2 separate regions of the Gasterosteus aculeatus genome follow, and region 2 is linked to region 1. Evidence: chromatin contacts called from public Hi-C data. All regions are on one chromosome and are shown on one strand. The core of a region is the stretch at or near the end of the contact, and the rest is flanking DNA. Distances in the headings are between cores, read along the strand shown. Region 1 overlaps LOC120821127 (ligand-dependent corepressor). Region 2 holds the start of hps1 (HPS1 biogenesis of lysosomal organelles complex 3 subunit 1).

Region 1 (4,434 bases), core at 1,035-3,534:
ATGATTGATTTTATGTTGTATATATTTCAGATAAACATGATGCACACTTTAGTATACTAGTAGTAGCAGACAATACACACACCCTCTAATGTTGTCATCCACATCAGTTTGTAACTAATCCTAATTGAATTAAAATATATATAATATAATTTATTTTATTTAATAATTTGTCCTGTTGGTTTTTGCTGAGCAAAGCCTTTTGATACAGTTATACAGATCTGGCCTTTTTAAATATGCCCTATAATTAAATTTTGATATGGATTAATTAATCACCAGTGGCTTTGCATGTTCCTGCTGCTCGGACAGCTGATATGATCTAAAGTGATGATCATTCCCTCAGATTTTCATATTTCTTTGAAATATGATTTACAATATGCACTCTTTCCAGTTTGATGGTACTCCTCTGATAAAATATAATCTTATATAAAATATAAGTTTTGGGGAAGAGAAATATCTCGTTTTTTAATATATTTTGAATAACCTTTTATCTAGTACAGGCTACATTCTCTTTCTAATAAATGTTTTCTTTTCCTTTTTATGTATTACACACACACACGACCCTCTACTGGCTTACTCTTTTATTTCTGCGCTTGTTTGCTGGTCACGTCCCACACAAAATGTCAAGAGCTTCATTAGTCATTTCATATGACATAGTTTGTGTGCCCTGCTTAACAGCTACGTGCCAAGCTGCCGTACTGCAATGACAAATAATGCCTCCTTCTGGCTTTGCGTTACGGGCCAAGACCTTTTACTTACTCCAATAAATGCCCTTTCTTTTGTTTGTATTGTTTTCTTTTACCCTGTTTTTTTTCTTATGTTGATGCAGTTTTGTTTATTTTTTTTCATCCCAGCAAGCAAATAAAAACTTGTCAAACATGAACCTTTTTGTTCTTAAAAGTCACACACAACCTCTCAGTCAGTTATTTTAAAAGATAGTGATAGTTACCAAAAGCAAGGTCATATAATTAAGGAGTGGCCAACATCCTCCCCTCCCCAACCCATCCTCCTTTAGAAACGAGAAAAAAGGCACTGTGCAAGCTCTGCTTACACCCAATTTCCTTCCATCCAATCAGGCGATCCTTGAGGGCGGACGGGCAAGTCGGGCTGTTTATGAAGAGCCTACAGGATGGGAGGAGGAGGGAGAATATCGGCCACTCCGCCCGTTATAAGCCTTCCTCGTCTCTCGCATACGCGCTGCACATCAAAGAGGAGCCGGATGTGGAGAGCGACCCAGAGTTCCCTCTCAGCCGCAGCTCCGCACCTACTGAGCTTTTCAAAAGCGGATCTGCTTCCTGGAATTCCAAAAGTAATTTCGGGGCCCTCCTTAAACTCAAAACCAACAGTGAGGCTAGTGAGCACCTTAAAGACATACCCAGGTTGTTGGAAGCTGCTGGACTTTGGTCAAAGTCCCTTGCATACGAGAAGGGAAACCTCCAGGAGGCCTGCAGGGACCACGGCCTCTCGCTTTCTCATTCTTCATCCTGTGACCTCAAGATTCCCCAGGTGCGAGTTCTGGCAACGGACCCATGTTGGGATTCCCTGTCCACCGTGTACTCCGGGTTGGCTTGTGAGGGCGGTCTGGGAAAGGCCCTTCGCTCCATTCTACCCAGGCAGATCCAGAACAAGAGCAGCGGAGGTTTTAGTAGCTCAGGATCCGAGAAGGAATACTGGCCTCAAGACGCGGATCGCAAATCCCTGCGGGGAAGCTGTCCTCTGGATTCCGAGTCCGACCTGAGTAACAAGCAGCCCAGGAAGAAACGCGGGCGCTATAGGCAGTACAACACTGACCTGCTGGAGGAGGCTATCGAGGTGGTGATGGGAGGGAAAATGAGCGTGTCCAAAGCCCAAACCATCTACGGCATACCACACAGCACCCTGGAATACAAAGTTAAAGAGCGACTGGGCACCTTGAAACATCCACCCAAAAAGAAACTGAAGCTTATAAAGATGGAGGAGCAGAGTGTGTCACAGTCACCAGGGAGGGAGGAATTGCATAACTCCCTGCACATGGTTTCTGAGAAAAGGGAGAGTGCATCGGAAGAGAACGCAAATGATTTCCAGGACGGAAGCCTCTCGTCAAATGATTGATACAATCGTAAAGTACTTTTAAGGATGTGATTTTTAACCAGACAGATGTTGCATTTGCCAGACAGTGGTAGTAGCTGAATTGTTTTCCCATAAAAACTTGAGTTATATGTAACATATAAACCAAATTATCCATTTTGATATGAACTCTCTGCCATACGTTATCTTTTAAAAACTAATTTCTTGGCACCATTAATGTAGTATGTAGCATCAAGTTCATCATTTCTAAGGAGGTGGCGCCCCTCAGTGACATCTCGCAGTACTGCTGTGTGTGTGTGTGTGTGTGTGTGTGTGTGTGTGTAAGATTGTGTGTGTGTGTGTGTGTGTGTGTGTGTGTGTGTGTGTGTGTGTGTGTATTTAGGCCCTTGTGGATGCCAGTGAAAGTCTCTGTCACTGTTTTGCAAATGCACATCTCTGACTGAAATAGACACAGGAGATGTAAGAAAAACTGTTTGTCCAAACACTGTAATATTCAGAGTATTTATTCATCCTAAACACTATATTTAACATATTTATAATAACGTTTGTCATCTAGGTTTCACTTTCATTTTCGATCTGAATTAAGCATGATAGGTTTGTGCTTTCTATATTTTGTTCTGTATGTTTTGCCGTCCTATATGAATGTTCTGTTAATTATTTGTTTTATATTGCCTTTATTGCACTCAGGATACATTTAGATTGGAATGCAGTACTTTTTGGTAAAAGAAAATGTCTCTTCTCATTAAGCGGATCACTGTATATACTCCGATCCCTCGTTCGTTTCAGGATATCCTTTCTGTCCAGTACGCGTATACTGCTTTCAGAGGACTTCACAACACACCTTACCTAGTTTTCAGTAGCATTTCAGTGCCAGTGTAAGCCTTCAGACTTCAGGTATTATCTCTGGGGAAAGACTTTCTCCGAGATACAAGAAGGGCAGAACTTTTCCTTTTCTATTTCCAGTGTATGAAGGTATTCTACATATACTGTACACACTTACACATCGGGCCTGCTCATGGCACATGATAAAGAATTGCCTCTTAGCTATACTCCCCTTGTTTGTGAGGATGATACGCTAGTGACCTAATTATCCACTTTCACAAATAGAGCACGAGCTAAACTCTTGGTATCGGATAACTTTTAACTCTAGATTACATTCAGGTTAGTTTTCAGGTGTTTGCTGCAGGTAGACAAGATAACATGATCAGTTTTATGTCCTAATAACATCTAGAAGCTCTTAAGACCAGTCATTATTTTACAAAAAAACAAACTTTTACCAAGCAATATTACCATTTATCGCTTAACTCAACATGGATAATTGTGCTAGCCTGTTAACATTAGCTAGCTAGCCAAATTAGCTATTGTTACACTCATGCCTCAATCACATCGAGCTTTTTCTGAAGTTACCAGTAGCAAGAATTGTCCATGTGATGAAAACGTGATAATGCATCCATCATCTGCCTATTCTGTTCATACTTTGCTTGCATGATTGAATATATATCTATTCTGGCCAAGCATCTTATGTTAGTCCACTTAGATGTGAATAACTTTGGATCAAATTACAAATTCTAGGCAGGATATTTGTAACTACAGAAACCAAGGGTTGGGTCATGGTGCTGTTCCTGTTCAGAACGGTTTAGGTAAACACCTGTGCCCTGCTGCCAATACATACCACTGCAAAGGGAACTCCACGTCTCTTTGCTCTGCCAGTAATTTGCTTCATGAGGACACCTCATTGAAGTATGCTCGTGCTCGTATGGGAGCACGGCCCATAATACTAATACTAATAATCAGGGTGATGCACAACTCTAGTAAATGTTGGTTATTATTTTATGCAGATTCTTCAGCATTAGACTTAGATGAACCTGGATGTTCTTTTTTTAAAGAAATGATTTCTTCACTACAAGCATTGCATCAGATACTATATTTGCAGGCATGTGATACATAAAATTGCCTTGATTGTAAACTTTTTAGGGTGAGAGTCAGTAGTAACATACAGTTCAGGGACTTGCACACATAATACGTATTACTTGTATGTATAATAGCACTCTAACAATAGTTTAACTTTATGTTAGATGGTAAACTTTACTTGTTTGGCTTCTCTTATTCTGTGTTTTATTCATGTTTTATTCATTCAGGATTTCTTGTCACTTTAAGGTTAAAATCTTCATTATGTCTAACTAATGAAGGACTGCATAGATATATTGCATAGATATATTCACAAAATATCTGAATAACGCTGGCTCAGATAAAAAAGTAAAACAAAGCACTTCAAGCACACATGTACGGATAATATGATTAAGTCATAGTTAGTCACTAATTCACTGTTGTTAATTAACTTATTCTTGCATTGACAATCCTTCAGCATTC
Region 2 (4,634 bases), core at 855-3,354, 35 kb before region 1:
GTGCACGAGACAGCTACGTCCATCATGTTAATTGACATCAACGGTTCTCGGGGTTTAACAGGGATGTGCAGAAGCAAAGAGGTGAGAGGATATGATAAATGCCCACAAAGAGCAGCAGATACGCCCTCCTACAGAGAGAACCTCGAAATTGAATCTGCCACATTCAAGAAGCCTCTCCTTACACTCCTGCACACATGCACAGACTGTACACTCACAGGCCCCAGATGTGGAAGCAGCTGGGGAGAGTCTTTGTAGTTGGAAGAGTACTGTCCTGTCACTGCATGAGACAACTGCTGATGGGAAACATAAAGCCGAGACGGGGCTGAAGCTTCAGACCTCAGCTTTGGCCCAGACAACCTGGCTCAGTGTCTGCTGACAACCGGGATCCGCCTGGCTGGCTCATTTTGAAGAGAGATGAAGGATCTCGTGTGCACTTTTGACTAAAATGTTTGATCGGTTTCTCCCAGGTGAGCATGGTGTATGCGAAAAAAAACTGCACCGCACCGATTCATATGGAAAGCCAAACAAAGGCTTGAACTGTACTGAACACCGGTGGTCCTTCAAGAGCCGTGATCCGAAGCATGGACTCTTGTGTTTTGTTTTGTTGGGTTCCATTCATGGGAAAAGGCCTTTTAGCTTTCATGTATTTAGCAGAAATGTTTGTTCTCAGAAATGATCCCCGGGAACGGTCGAATGCTCACATGCCCGCATGTGGTTCATTTCAAACAGGCCAACATTGTTGACGCACAAGACTCGGAGTAGACTGGTTGACACCTGGTCTAGTTAATCGAGGGTTCATCGCGGCGCGGAGGCGCACAGGTGTGGGAGCATGTAGATGAAATGTGTGCGGACACGCTTTATTTTCAACACACATGCAAAACCTGGAAAAACCCAGAGCGAGAGAAGCAGGCGGTCGAACGCACACAGAGTAGTCAAGGGTGGTCACAACTGCACGGCGTCACTTTCGCCGGCGAAATCTAATCGTGTTGTGATTTAGTCGGACCGGGTCGTGTCTGGCCACTTCTGCGTGACAGTGCCTCTTTAGTGGAGGTAACTGTTACCCAGGCCTGCCTAACACTGTTTACACTCGGTGATCCATTTTGAGACATGCAAGGGCCCCCTTTCCCCTGTTAGCATACACTGAGGATTTCATGATGTTTACTCTGTATATACAGGAGTCAGCTTAAATATGACTTCCATGAACGTTCTATCCCAAGAAAACTGATGGACTAGATTAGACCGGCACCACGACGTGGAACTCTCTTGGCATTTTGGACCATTTTGACCCAAGCAAGGTTAATAAAACATAAATATTTATGTTGCTATGAGGTTCGTTGCTGCGCGCAGAAGCCAAACATACAATCTGTGCTGAATATTGAGATACAATACAGATTTGTTATAGCCATCAAAACATTCTGTGAGAAGCAGCTGAATGTTTGGTTTGTGTATATGCAGCATTTGTAACGTATGTCTGATAAGTTGCTCCCTTGATGACACAACTGTAATATTTAGGGGAGGTTCAGTATTGAGTTTATAGTGTTTTGAGAATTTCTTTTCTCTCCTATAATACGTTTTTAAATGTTGTAATAGTGTAATAATGTTGGACTTTGCAGCATTTACCAGTCCTCAACATTTTAAGATCGAATTTAAAAAAAACCCACCAGATATCATTTACATTAAGGAGCTGATTGATTGGACTTCGGTTCCATGTATGTTGTTGGAAATCAATTTGTAACTTCTCCTTTTTGATAATAATTTTATTCTTATTGTTTTGTGTAGAAAAAAAACTTCATGCAACGTTACTTTATGATTTCACTTGCTCCTTTGTATGTTAAAAAGTAAAACAAATCAGTAGTTGATGGTGTTTTTACATCGTGCTGTGCTTCGTGTTCACGCACATTTTGCTAGCGGATTGTTGTGTAAGGCTGACTTTTCTTAGAGAGTCACACAAAACGGTTAATCTGCCGTCAAATCTCAACTTCTCCCCCATAAACTGCATTCCCCGAATACCAAACCGTCCGAACGGCGCGAGGCTCTCAGTCACGCGCCCCACGCGGGGGGGGGGGAGGGGCTCCTCGACGGGAGCTCGAGCTCACTTCCGCCTACTGGCGTCACGTGACTCGGTGACGTAAGGGTTGTGGGAGGAACCAGGGGTTTTGGGTCTCCGACCAGCCAGCGGCCGCGATGAAGGCGTCCGCCAGCTGAAGGGAGAAGCCGAAGCTGTTTGGAAAGCAGAGAGTCTGGACCGAGAGGCCGAGGAGGGAGTGAGTGTTGACACGAAGTGTCGTGGTGTTATTTAGCCGTGGACAGCCGTTGTGCACCACGGAAGTTAGGAGTTTGGTGAGGGGAAGTAAGCGAGGGCTTCAGGTAAAACACGGGGTGGTATTTCCGGGGCATCGGAACAGCTTCAAGTAATGAGGCGTTCAATTGTTTCGGGATCAGCTAAAACCCTGTGACCTGCATGCACGCTCACACACTCGGTGGTGTGGGTTTTTTTTATTGTACAAATTGTAAACTCATTTCAATGGAAAAGCAGAAGATCTATACATTTGAGGTGATGGAACTATGAAATGCCTTTGCATGAAAAACGAAATGACTTGTTTGTCTATTGACTAATATAATTGTCTATATATACAGCTGTACATGCATTTTGGATGTTTGACTTTGAAAAAAATATGTTCTACGTGCTTCATATGCACAGATCTTACATTTTAATATAACTGCACCTGTCAGATACGTGAAGTGAAAAGTCCTGCAACAGTTGAGCGCTTGATTAAATGCACTTAGTTACATTCAAAACTGTATCAGTACTGATACTCATTTCAATAGAAATTCACAATACGCATACTGACAGCACACGCATTTGTGAAGGCGCACATTGAGGAAGTGTTGCAACCACTCGGGCCACATTAAGACGAGACCAGAAAGATTTCACAATCAATATTTAATTAAACGTCTTTGCATTTTCGGTTTGTGTCAAAAAATATGAGTCCAAAAGTTGTCCAATGCCATAAGCCCTACTCATGAGGATTTAAGTACATATTTGGAGGAAGAAGCCGATTTCAAAGAACAATTAGTGACCGACACATAATCAAATTTAGGCTGAAATCACTAGATGTCCAAAGATGACTCGGTACCTCACAGTGCTTACAATTAATTAATAACAATCTTTAGCAAAATTAGAGTATATCTCTTACAAACTGCTAATCAGTGCAGGAACTCTTATGTGTGCTCTGACTCCCAGCGTCCTGTAATCCCGTACACTTGACCTTTTAGGCCTCTGACCTTCCTTGTCTCAACACTACACTCTCACCAGTGTAATGTACTCATTGATAAAACACCAGCCTTTAGATACCGTTTATTTTAGGTCAAAGAGCAGTGGCGTGTGGGAAAAAGATCCAGTTTACAGTTTCTCCAGTTTTCTTAGCTCTATGTGAAAATACTGCCTCTATCTTCATATTCTATACTTTTGACCTTTTTTCTTCGTAGCGTGATGCACACGGAGAGGTTGGAGTGAATTGGACGGCACAGACCAGCGGGACAGTACCTGTCGGTCCAGATGAAGTGCTTACTGATTGCCAGTGAGAGTGCCGAGGTCCTCTTCCACTGGACCGACCCAGAGTTTCAGCAAAATGTCCAGAAACAGTATGGGGCGTCTCAAGAGGACGGCCAGGGGGTAAAGAGGAAGGAAGTAAACAGACATAGCGTACGCCTTTTAACTGCTTTAAATAACTCTCGACCTTTTTCTTTCTTCTTCTTTGCCTTTTGTTGCTGTGATGGTCAGCTTCCGGCCTTCGAGGACAGCATCAGCACTCTGTTTGCTCCAATCATTATCTCCTGCATCACCATGGTGGACAGGCTGCGTGACAGCTACACCTCCTTCACCACGGAAAACCACCACATCTACGTCCTGCACCAGGTAACGACCGACCCCATTTTATCCACTACGTCACCGTGAAAAAAATCCAAATGATGACAATTTGCAAGTTGTGTTCGAGTGCCCTCATGCACAAAGCAGATTTCATTTACTCTTGTGCTCTCCCATCGGCACTGCGGGCTGAATGAATGTAGGCCGCTCGTACGGTGAGGCAACATGTATGTCATGTGAGTCTTGTTGAGGAATCAAGCCGGGCTTTGTCCTCCTGCAGCGCATGGGCTCTTTTCTTCTGGTCCATTCAGTTCCAGCAGCCTTTGAGGTCTTTCTCATCCAAATGTTTATTCCCTGCACTCCTTTTCACAAATGGATATTTTTTCATGAGCTCACGATTAAGGCCAACGGCATCCAGATCTCTTTGAGCTTTACTTCCCACATAACGGACAGCACGCAGAGGCTTTCAGCGTTCACCGCAGCGCCGGAAAATTACTTGATTGGTTAAAACTACAGCCCAGGGGCACATCTATTAGTTACACTCTTTTATTCGGCCCAATTAATTTGATTTGTACGCCCGTTCCGTGTCTGACATTATTACAGCGCACAGAGTAGGAACGCAGCTCTAAGCGAAGCCGAATGCAGCGGACTTCGCCGTCTGTAATTCACAAAAACTGCCTTTTGAGTGAATAGTCAAAGCACCATTAAACTAAAAATGTCTTATTATATTTACTGGGACACATTTCTTTTTTATTCAAGCCGATAT

What was found. Hi-C and Micro-C count contacts between places; a contact is called where the count stands out from the background.
Region 2: a contact with region 1 is called in a Hi-C map of whole body, with 5 times the contacts expected there. The contact joins the promoter of hps1 here to the enhancer-like site in region 1. A contact is called at or near these places in 6 of 6 Hi-C or Micro-C datasets (blood and trunk muscle, liver, skeletal muscle and 2 more).

What each region holds. Positions count from the first base shown.
Region 1 is chr6:11,508,346-11,512,779 of fGasAcu3.hap1.1, reverse strand. All of the region lies in intron 6 of LOC120821127 (ligand-dependent corepressor), which reads left to right. Among protein-coding and RNA genes, the nearest start is that of LOC120821127, 14 kb to the left of the region's middle. Within about 2 kb of position 2,284, at least 6 of the 9 cell types and tissues checked have open chromatin away from gene starts, as enhancers often do.
Region 2 is chr6:11,542,846-11,547,479 of fGasAcu3.hap1.1, reverse strand. hps1 (HPS1 biogenesis of lysosomal organelles complex 3 subunit 1) reads left to right here and starts at 2,104. Exons shown (of 18, transcript XM_040179552.2): 1 at 2,104-2,264; 2 at 3,490-3,676; 3 at 3,785-3,919. The coding sequence starts at 3,560.